Linked DNA regions of Sus scrofa: region 2 is linked to region 1. The links are chromatin contacts, called in public Hi-C maps. All regions are on one chromosome and are shown on one strand. Each heading gives the region's core, a stretch centred on a gene start, on an enhancer-like site or on the middle of the called end of the contact. The rest is flanking DNA. Distances are from core to core; before and after follow the strand shown.

Evidence for each region. Hi-C and Micro-C count contacts between places; a contact is called where the count stands out from the background.
Region 2: a Hi-C map of liver shows a contact between it and region 1, with 7 times the contacts expected there. The contact joins the promoter of RECQL here to the promoter of C2CD5 in region 1. A contact is called at or near these places in 2 of 47 Hi-C or Micro-C datasets (liver and skeletal muscle) and 1 of 2 datasets of contacts at active chromatin or transcription factors (alveolar macrophages).

What each region holds. Positions count from the first base shown.
Region 1 is chr5:51,037,715-51,042,707 of Sscrofa11.1, forward strand. It overlaps C2CD5 (C2 domain-containing protein 5), which reads left to right and starts at 2,805. Exons shown (of 25, transcript XM_021092231.1): 1 at 2,805-3,021; 2 at 3,176-3,294. The coding sequence starts at 3,205. It overlaps LOC110260726 (a long non-coding RNA gene), which reads right to left and starts at 2,570. Exons shown (of 5, transcript XR_002344084.1): 1 at 2,389-2,570.
Region 2 is chr5:51,950,340-51,955,332 of Sscrofa11.1, forward strand. RECQL (RecQ like helicase) reads left to right here and starts at 3,121. Exons shown (of 15, transcript NM_001253707.1): 1 at 3,121-3,205. GOLT1B (golgi transport 1B) reads right to left here and starts at 2,975. Exons shown (of 5, transcript NM_001243500.1): 1 at 2,822-2,975. The coding sequence starts at 2,846.

The DNA of each region.
Region 1 (4,993 bases), core at 1,555-4,054:
TCTAGTTACCATCCAGCACTATACAATTGACTACTTACTTCTTTAATCATTTTGCTCACCTTCAATCCCCTTCTCCTCTTGTAACCACCACCATTTTCTCTTTATCTATGAATTTGGTTTTTATCTGTTTTTCGTTTTTTTAGACTCCACATATAGGTGAAATCACATGGTATTTGTCCTTCTCTGATTTATTTCACTCAGCCTGATACCTTCAAGACCCATTCATGTCGTCACAAATGGCAAGGTTTCCTTGTTTTTTTTTTTAAATGGCTAATTAATATTCCATCGTATACATTGTTTTCTTTATCCATTCATCTATCAATGATCACTTAGGTTGCTTTCATATCTTGGCTATTTTGTCAAAAATGCTGTAATGAAAATGCATGCATCTTTTCAAATTAGTGTTTTTGTATTCTAAAGATAAATACCCACAAGTGGAATAGCTGGACCATGTGGTAGTTCTTTTTAATTTTTTGAGGAGTCTCTATAATGTTATTCATAGTGGCTGCACCAATTTTCACTTTCACTAACAATGTAGGAGATATCCCCTGTCTTCACATCCTCTTCAACTTAATATTTGTCTAATAGTAGTCATCCCAATCGGTGTAAACTGGTATCTCATTGCAGTTTTGATTTGTATTTCCATGATAATTAGTGATGCTAACATCTTTTCATGTTCAGCATCATTATTGGCCATTTGTATGTCTTCTCAGGAAAAATGTTTATGTAGATCCTCTGCCCATTTTTAAATCAGAATGTTTGACTTTCTGCTAATGAGCTGTTTGAATTCCTTACACATTTTGGAATATTAACCCCTTATCAGATATATGATTTGTATTCCCATTCAGTAGGTTGCCTTTTCCTTCTCTTGATGGATTCCTCTCCTATGCAGAAGCTTTTTTAGTTTGATGTAGTCCCACTTGTTTATTTTTGCTTTTGTTGCCTTTTCTTTTGGAGTTGGTCCCAAAATTCAATGCCAAGACCAATGTCAAAGAACTTACTGTTTATATTTTCTTGTAGGAGTTTTATGGTTTCAGGTCTTACATTCAAATGTTTAATGGATTTGTAGTTAATTTGTGCCTGTGTAAGATGGTGATCTAGTTTCATTCTTTTACATGTAGCTGTCCATTTTACCACAGCTCCTTTGTTGTAACATAATTGAACATATATTGATCAGTCTATTTCTGGACTCTTTATTCTGTTCATTGATGTATGTCTATTTCTATGACAATACCATCCTGTTTTGATATTGCAGCTTTGCAGTATAGTCTGAAATCAGGGAGCATGATACCTCCAGTTTTGTGCTTCTTTCTCAAGATTTCAATGGCTATTCATGGTCTTTCCTGGTTCCATACAAATTTTAGAATTGTTATAGTCCTTTAAAAAATGCCATTGTAATTTTGATAGAAATTGCATTAAATCTCTAGATTGCTTTGGCTAGTATGGACAAACAATACTAATTCTTTCAATCCATGAGTATGGACTATTTTCTAATATATTTCATTATTTTTCAAAAAATTAATACTGAAAAACATTTTGACATTATTTCTCTCATCAAAGTCATACGTTTTTGTGTATCCAAGTCTTTACCTCTTTGGTTAAATTTATTCCTGGGTATTTTATTCTTTTTTATACAATTATAAATGGTTCCTTAATTTCTTGGATAGTTGGTTACTCATTTATAGAAAGCAAACGATTTCTATATATTGATTTTGAATCCTGCAACTATACTGAATTCATTTATCAGTTCTTAACAGTTTTTCAGTGTGGAGCCTTTCTAATGTCACCTGCAAATAATGACAGTTTAACTTCCTCCCTCCCAATTTGGATGCCTTTCTCAGTTGAGTACTAAAGGTAAAAATAGCATCCTGCTATCTCATTTGTGAATTTTCCTCTATTGATGAATCCAGTGGTATATTCTTTCTACTGTAACTGTTAATGCCAATTTTGGTACTTGTTAAGGCATGTATTGTTAATGCTGCTCTTGATATTTGGTATGGAGTGATTTGTGTTACCTCCTGTGTGTATGTCTCAATTTTCTTAATCTTTTTTTGAAGGTTTGAACCTACAGATTAGGCTTCATTTTAGCAATGTTTATCTATAGCTGTCTGTATCTGTAACTGGGTCGACTCTTCAAGATGTTTAATTAAGCTCAACTGGTCCATTTCTTGCATTTGAGCACAATTTCCTATGGTAGGAGGTTGTGAACTCCTGCCAGAAATCTTGGTATTTAGGTTTGTAGATGCTTAATAACCACACTGAGATGGTCTAAGAGTGGCTTTGGATTCCGAAGTGTTCAACACCCCACTCGCCCCCAAGACCTACCTTAACAACTATAACCCAGTACACCGTACACGTATATATATCTGAATAAGGAGTGCTACTTACTCCACTATCCAAAATGTTCCTGAAATTCCGCACTCCATTTCATATAAAACAAAAACTGTACCCTTCCCACGTAAAAACCAGGTAAGCTGATTTCAAGAACTAAATGGGTCGTAAAAGACTGGAATCGCTCCGCTGGTTGTCACCGTTGCTGCTCCTTCTGTCCCAGCCCTTCGGAAATGCAGCGTCGCAAGTGGGAAGGCAGCCGCCCGCAGGGAAGCCACTGAGGGAACCTGTGATTCACCCCCGGAAGACTGAGCGGGCTTTCGTCCTGGGCGCTAACCTACAGCCGGGGCTCGGTGGATGATGCGGGGCTCGACGCGTTCCCCTGCCTCCCGGCCTCCCCGAAATCCGTCCCGCCTCGGTGATCTGTAAGCGAATTTAGTCTCTCCCCGGAGAGGTGCGCCGAGCGCCGAGCGATCGATGCCTCCACCCCGCCCGGGGAGCCGCCATTTTGGGGGGAGGAGAAACGCTTGTCTGGGCTGCGGCGGTTCAACGGGATGCCGAGTGGCTTTTGCTTCTCTTGCCAGCGGTGTGGCGCCGGGTCAGAAGCCTCCACCGGGGCCACTCCTCTAGCTGCCTCTCCGGAATGAGGCCTCAGCTCCCGCGCGAGACGGCCCGCTGTCTCTTCTCAGAGTAAGTGGCGGCCAGCGGCGCAGCGCGCCTCCGCGCGCCCTCCGCTGTCAGTGACCCCGCGCGCTCCCTTCGGCGCGCGCCGTTCCCCGCGCGCTCCCGCCCCTCCCCCGCCCGCCTGGGCGCTCGACGCAGACTCGCTTGTTTGTTTCTGCAGGAGCCCAAGCAGAGGCCGAAGCCGAGACGATGCCTGGGAAGCTGAAGGTGAAAATCGTGGCCGGGCGCCATTTGCCAGTGATGGACCGAGCTAGTGACCTGACTGATGCCTTCGTGGAGGTTGGTGCAAGGTCCTGACCCTCCAAACACAGGGCACGCCAAGCCCTGTTAGGATCCTACCCATCTCGCCCGCAGCCCCTCAGCCCATTCCTCTGCCTCCTGCCCTGCCGTGTGCCGTGCTTGGCTAGCTCTCCCTCAAGGGTTGACTGCAGCCCATGTGATGGGTGCACGGCTCGCAGGCGTTGTCAAGCCCTGCCGCGCGGGGAGGCAGTTACTGCTCTGCCTCCTGGGGTGACCCTGATGTCAGGACGCCTAACAGGCCACCTGCCAGTCAGGAGATCCCAAGGCGTGGCCACGCGGCCGCCGAAACACACCCACCCAGCCACCCACCCCCAACCTCTTTTCGGGGCCGGACAGCTGGGCTTTTAATTTTAATGCTAAAGTGATGGAGATGGTGTCCGAAAGTGTAGATACAGTCCGTTATGGGCACTTGGAGAGCTGCAGGGTGATCCACTGTTTAACATCGTATTTTCTGAATCATCGGTTTAAGTTCTACAACACAACTGTAACACTTTCTTGTTCTTGTATAGACTGGTAGGTCTGAAGAAATCTTTCAGGGTAATTTAATGCCTTGAGGTAGCAAGCCAATTAAGTGCCAAGGATTTAAATTGCACAATTGCTTTTTAAATCTAATGATTAGTTTAAAACTCATGCAAATTAGCACAGGCCTAGGGCCCAGGAAAGTAATACACCAGAGTCTGAAAGAAGCCAAGTAGGATTGTAATAAAAATTGTCATGATGAGCCAGAGTGTTAAAACAATCATCATTTGGGTTATTAATCCTTAGAGTTGATAGATATATGATAATATACAGCCTGATTTCATCTCAATATAAAATGTTGGCGTTCCTGGCGTGGCTCAGTGGTTACGAACCTGACTAGTATCCTTGAGGACGTGAGTTTGATCCCTGGCTTCCCTCAGCGGGTTAAGGATCCAATGTTTCTGTGAACTGTGATGTAGGTCGCAGTCGCAGCTTAGATCCGGAGCCACTGTGGCTGTGGCGTAGGCTGGTCAGCTGCAGCTCCGATAAGACCACTAGCCAGGGAATTTCTATATGCCCTGGGTGTGGCCCTACAAAGACAAAAAAAAAAAAAAAAAAAAAAAAAAAAAAATTGATCTTCCCTAAAGATTCTCTAGCTTAAACATTGCTGCTGTTCTCAATCTTTTTTTTTTTTTTTTTTTTTTTTTTGTCTTTTTGCCATTTCTTGGGCTGCTCCCGTGGCATATGGAGGTTCCTAGGCTAGGGGTCGAATCGGAGCTGTAGCTGCCAGCCTACGCCAGAGCCACAGCAACTCGGGATCTGAGCCGCATCTGCGACCTACACCACAGCTCACGGCAACGCCGGATCGTTAACCCACTGAGCAAGGCCAGGGATCAAACCCGCAACCTCATGGTTCCTAGTCGGATTCGTTAACCACTGCACCACGACGGGAACTCTTTTTTTTTTTTTTTTCTTCAGTTCTCAATCTTAACTTCATTTTTATTTGAGAAACAGTTACTAAGTGTGTTTTGGGACAGGTGATAGGTCATGGCGATACACAGATTGTCAAAACAAAGATTATGCTTTCAAGTATCTCAGAGACTGACCCACACAGTTGAGGTTGAAAAATAATAGCTAACATGTATTGAGTTTCACTATTGCCAGGAATATTCTAAGTATTTTTCAATTCTTAATTCTTAAAATAGTCCTGCTATTGTAT
Region 2 (4,993 bases), core at 1,871-4,370, 910 kb after region 1:
ATGGCCAATTTCTACAGCTAAACACACACATACAAACACTACTTGAAATCATCCAAATAGCTTTCGGTTCCCTAATCATTTTCTGTTCTAATCCACTGTCTTATCAAAAAAACATTTGGCAAATGAGCACCAAAGAGTATAATTTCATCTTTCTCACCAAGTAAATGAAGTGAGGAGAATGCTTCCTATCCTGCCATATTCCAACCCAACCCCTTTGTTCTAGTTTTTGGAAGGATGTACATCTGGCACTTGTTCCTATAAGACTTCAATAGAAAAGAATCCCTAAGAAAAGGAAAAAAATGTATATATATGACTGTGTCACTTTGCTGTACAGCAGAAATTGGCACAACATTGTCAATCAACTATATTATTTATTCTTTTCTATTTCTTATGTTTTTTTTTTTTTTTTTTTGGTCTTTTTTTTTTAGGGCCACATTTGCACATAAGGAGGTTCCCAGGCTAGGGGTCTAATCAGAGCTGTTGCTGTCCACCTATGCCACAGTCACAGCAATGCCAGATCTGAGCCACGTCTAAGACCTACACCACAGCTCACGGCAATGCCAGATCCTTAACCTAATGAGCGAGGCCAGGGATTGAACCCACAACTTCATGGTTCCTAGTCTTATTCGTTTCCGCTGCACCATGATGGGAACTCCAATCAACTATACTTTAATTTAAAAAATTATAAAATAAAAAAATAGAAGAGAATTCCTATGCACAGGATAAGTAATTCATATTTTAATTCATGTAATAATCATAGACTCAGGAGAATTAGCTGTTAGGAAAACTATACAGAGATTAAGTACATCTTCTGAGTAATTAGTAGAATTAGAAATGCATTCTATCAAATTATGTATACAGTTCTACTAAATTCCTTGGACTTTATTTTTTTGTCTTTTTAGGGCCACGCTTGTGGTATATGGAGGTTCCTGGACGAGGGGTCTAATTGGCGCTGTAGCTGCAGGCCTGTGCCACGGCCACAGCAACGTGGGATCTGAGCCACATCTGCAACCTACACCACTGCTCACTGCAACGTGCCAGATCCTTAACCCACTGAGCGAGGCCAGGGATCAAACATTCGATCTCATGGATGCTAGTCAGATTAATTTCTGCTGAGCCACAATGGGAACTGCCCTTGAGCAGCTTTAAATTCTGGTTTTAACTGAGAGGAACAGAGCACTGTGCATCATAAATAAAAATAGGTTGCGACTATCCTACATAAGCTCTCTCAAAAAAATCAATGCATAGTTTCTACAGGATAAGTACTTACTGTTCCAACAATTTTTGCTATGAAAGAATTTCATCATTCTAAGATAGATTTTAAATAAAGTTTATCAAGTCTTCTTAGATGCTAGTAGGGTATGGTGAAAAGAACAAAGGTTTTTGAGCCGGCATACCTAGAATCAACTCTTGTTTCTGTCATGTATGATTATACACTGAATTTCTTTTGAGCTTCCTTTAATTTATAAGAGACATTATTCTTTGCCTTATAGGGCTTTTATAAGAATTAAGGACAATGATTTATATTAAAGCACATGGTAAACTGAAATAAGATGCTTTTAAACAATTTTATATGACTGCTAGTTTTATTTTAACAGTAATTAAAAAAGAATCACACCCCCCAAAAAAAGAACCCCTCACAAACAAAAAAGTACTATACTTGTATTTTCTCTGATCAGAACAGGTAGACCAAAATGGGCATCCAAGGTGCAGACTCAGTCCAACCTGAGAAAGTGAGGGAGAGTGATTGGGGAGGCACCTTGTGCAGGAGATACTAGAAGATGCATGAAGTTCAAGTTAGCCATAACTTGAATCCAAACCTTACCAACTCCACTTTAAAACAGAGCATTTTTAAATGAAATTCTATTGCTATTTCAATGGACCGTTTAATTCTTAAAATCTTTATAATTCAAGTTATACAGAATAAGAAAAAAAGGCGTGGCAGATAAAACAAAGTGAGATAAAAAGCTCCTCACGACCATTAAAAGATAGGAAACACAGGGTTGGCAGATATGTAAATGCAAAATTATTAAGATACACAGGTTAGAAAAGTCTAACTCTTCTAGATAAAAAAAGAAAAAAGAAAAAACAGTGTAATCCTAGATATAAAATAGGCCTGGAGAACTCTGTGGCCGGTAGAAAGAGATGCTGAAATAATAAAACATGCCACAAAACAATATACAATATTAATGAAAGAAATCGTTTAACTAATCACAAAGTTTACTACCGGGGAGACATCAGCCGGTAGAAAAGTGAAGTCATTTTACAAGATTTTTAAAAGGCGGCTTCCAGTGGTGGCACAAGGCAAATACTCAAAATATTTAAGCGTAAGCACATTTTCAGAAAGAGCCTACCATAGGTGACATTTAAAACACGGCCTCCCAAACAACCAGCAGTAACTTGTAGAAGACCCCACGTGTGTCATGTGCAGAAGTGTCTTCAAGAATGGGCCGCGGGCACCACGCATCAAACTTTCTCTCGCGGCCGTCCGCGGGAACAAAGCGCCCATCTCCCTGGGAGTAAGTGCGGCGCGACCCTGGCGCGAGACTGACGCTCGCCAAAAGCTCCCCCTCCCAGCGCGGGCATCTCCCCAGACTCCACTGACTCTCCGGCCCAGGCCAGGTTCACCAGTATAAGTGCAACCCTCGGCGCCTCCAGGCAGCTCTCCAGCTGCCCGCAGTCCTAGCTCAGTCTCCAGGCCGCCGCCCCAGTCGCGTAGCTTCATTCATTAACACCGGCGGGCGGGGGGCGGGAGGGCGACACTCAGCCTGAGCAAGGGGTGTGAGGGGCTCGAGGCGGGGGTTCCGGGGCAGTTGCTTACTCTGGGTGTCCGTTAAGGAGATCATGGCTGCAGCGGTGAGGGCGGCGGCGATAGCACCTCGGGGCGGCCAGGGTGTGAAGCGGAGTCGGAGAAAAGAAGCCGGGAAGCAGCCCAGGCAAGAGCCGCCACGTCTTCCGGAAACACGCAGCCGCCTCCACCCCAGCTTCAAGGCTGCTTTCCATTGGCTAAAACCGCTCCCAAGATCGACCAATAATAAATTGTCTTGTTCAGTGATGCACCTGGTGATCACATCCCTCGACCAATTAGAGAGGGGTGTTGCTTGCAATTGGCTGAAAAAACCGACCCGGAAGGGCGGATGCTCCCGGCTGGAGAGAAAGGAAAGCCTGGTGGCGGGAAGTTTTTATTGGACCGCAGCTGAAAGTGGTGGGTAACGGATCTTAGTGTGGGGCTTCCTGGGGTCGGAGACCGGGGAGGCGTGGGTGTTCCTTAACGCCTTGGGGAGAGGTTGTGGGGTAGCTCCTGTTTCCGCTTTGAAAGAGCTAATATTTCTTTTTCTAGCTTGACATGAGGCCGGGCCACTTCCTTCCACTACTACATTGGCAGGGCGAAACGGGTGCCCTTTCCCCTCTAATGGAACTCTCCATCATCGCCCAGCTCTAATGGAACTCCGGCCTTTAGGGGAACGTTCCGCTGCCGACCCCTCCCCAGCTCGGGCATCTTTAGCCTTTTCCATACTGGAGGCTTGGTCACCCACGGTTTTTTTTTTTTTTTTTTTGCAACCACCATTTATTGGGAAGCGCCACTGGAGACGCCTAGGGGAGGGTATTATTAAATTGTTACTGCGTCTAAATACAGTGGCGGGGAGAGGGATGATGCGTATGTGTGATTTAGCCTGTAGTACCTGATGTCCAGCGTGCATGACTGACTTGAGTCCCTGAGGATGCTGTCAGAAGTTCAGATACAGAAGAAATAAAACCACTCAATCACGGAAGTAGTAATTAGTAAAAGTTCATTGCATACCCACCTGAAAGACAGCTAGCCAACCAGGAGCACTCAAATAAAAACATGGGATGAGACTCTGGACTATATATTGTTGTAAAGCATCTTATTTAGTAAGGGCAGTGACTCTATTCTTGACGCTTATTGATTATATTAACATTTTTTTAAAACAATAGGGAATCGGTCAGTGGTTACCTCATACCAACCTAGGGAAACAGTTTGAGTTTTGCTTATGATTTCCAGAGGCATAAACAAGAAATGCCCCAGGTCAGGTTAGTCTTTCAAAATAAGCTAAATTAAGCTTTGTTTGTATGACTGTGCTGGTTTTGTCTGCCCAGGGAATTTTCAAGGCAGGTCTCCATTTGTTTTTGATTTTAACAGTGCCTGCCTATACTTCTGACAGACCTGCTCTGTCTGAAGTACTAATCATAGATAGCTCATTAATTTTTGGGTGGAGTTTATGTTCAGATAGCTTTTGCTATTAAATCACATCATTTCAGGAAGGGGTTTATGAGCAGTTTTTTTTTTTTTTAGATGATATAATCAAGAAATCATTTAGAATATTGGGGAGAAATGCTTGTATATTACATTCTTTCATTAAGGATGAAGGCTCCGTGAGTCCCCATCGTGGCTCAGCGGAAACGAATCTGACTAGTATCCATGAGGATGCAGGTTCAATCCCTGGCCTTGCTCATTGGGTTAAGGATCCGGTGGTGTAGGCCGGCATCTACAGCCCTGATTGGACCCCTAGCCAATATGTGTTGTGGCCCTAAAAAAGACAAAACGAACAAAAAGGATAAAGTCTCCTGCCTCTGCTTTCAATCTCAGCAAACCTAAATGACAAGCACTTTTGTAGGCTATGTGGATATAGAAGTCAAGAGACTCAATCCTTGCCCTCCTGGAGAATCTTACAGTCTAGAGAAGGAGAGTTATAGTTCCATGAAATGGTGAAGATGTGTTCATATAGATAAGGAATGAGAAGTCCTTGGTTTACTCCTCTACTTAAATGTCTTTTAGTGGTGTGGATATTGCAGACTTAGTGAGGCAAAGAAGACCCTGTTCCAGTCTGGTGTTGGCTTTAGAATTCTACATGAGGAAGGCATTAGGTTAGCAGTCTGAGGAAGGGTAGGGGGATGCTGAAGCTACCTTTAGAGAACATTCCAAGTTAGTTTTGGAAAATGTTGGTTGTCCATATCAGAGTTGGGGGAGGTG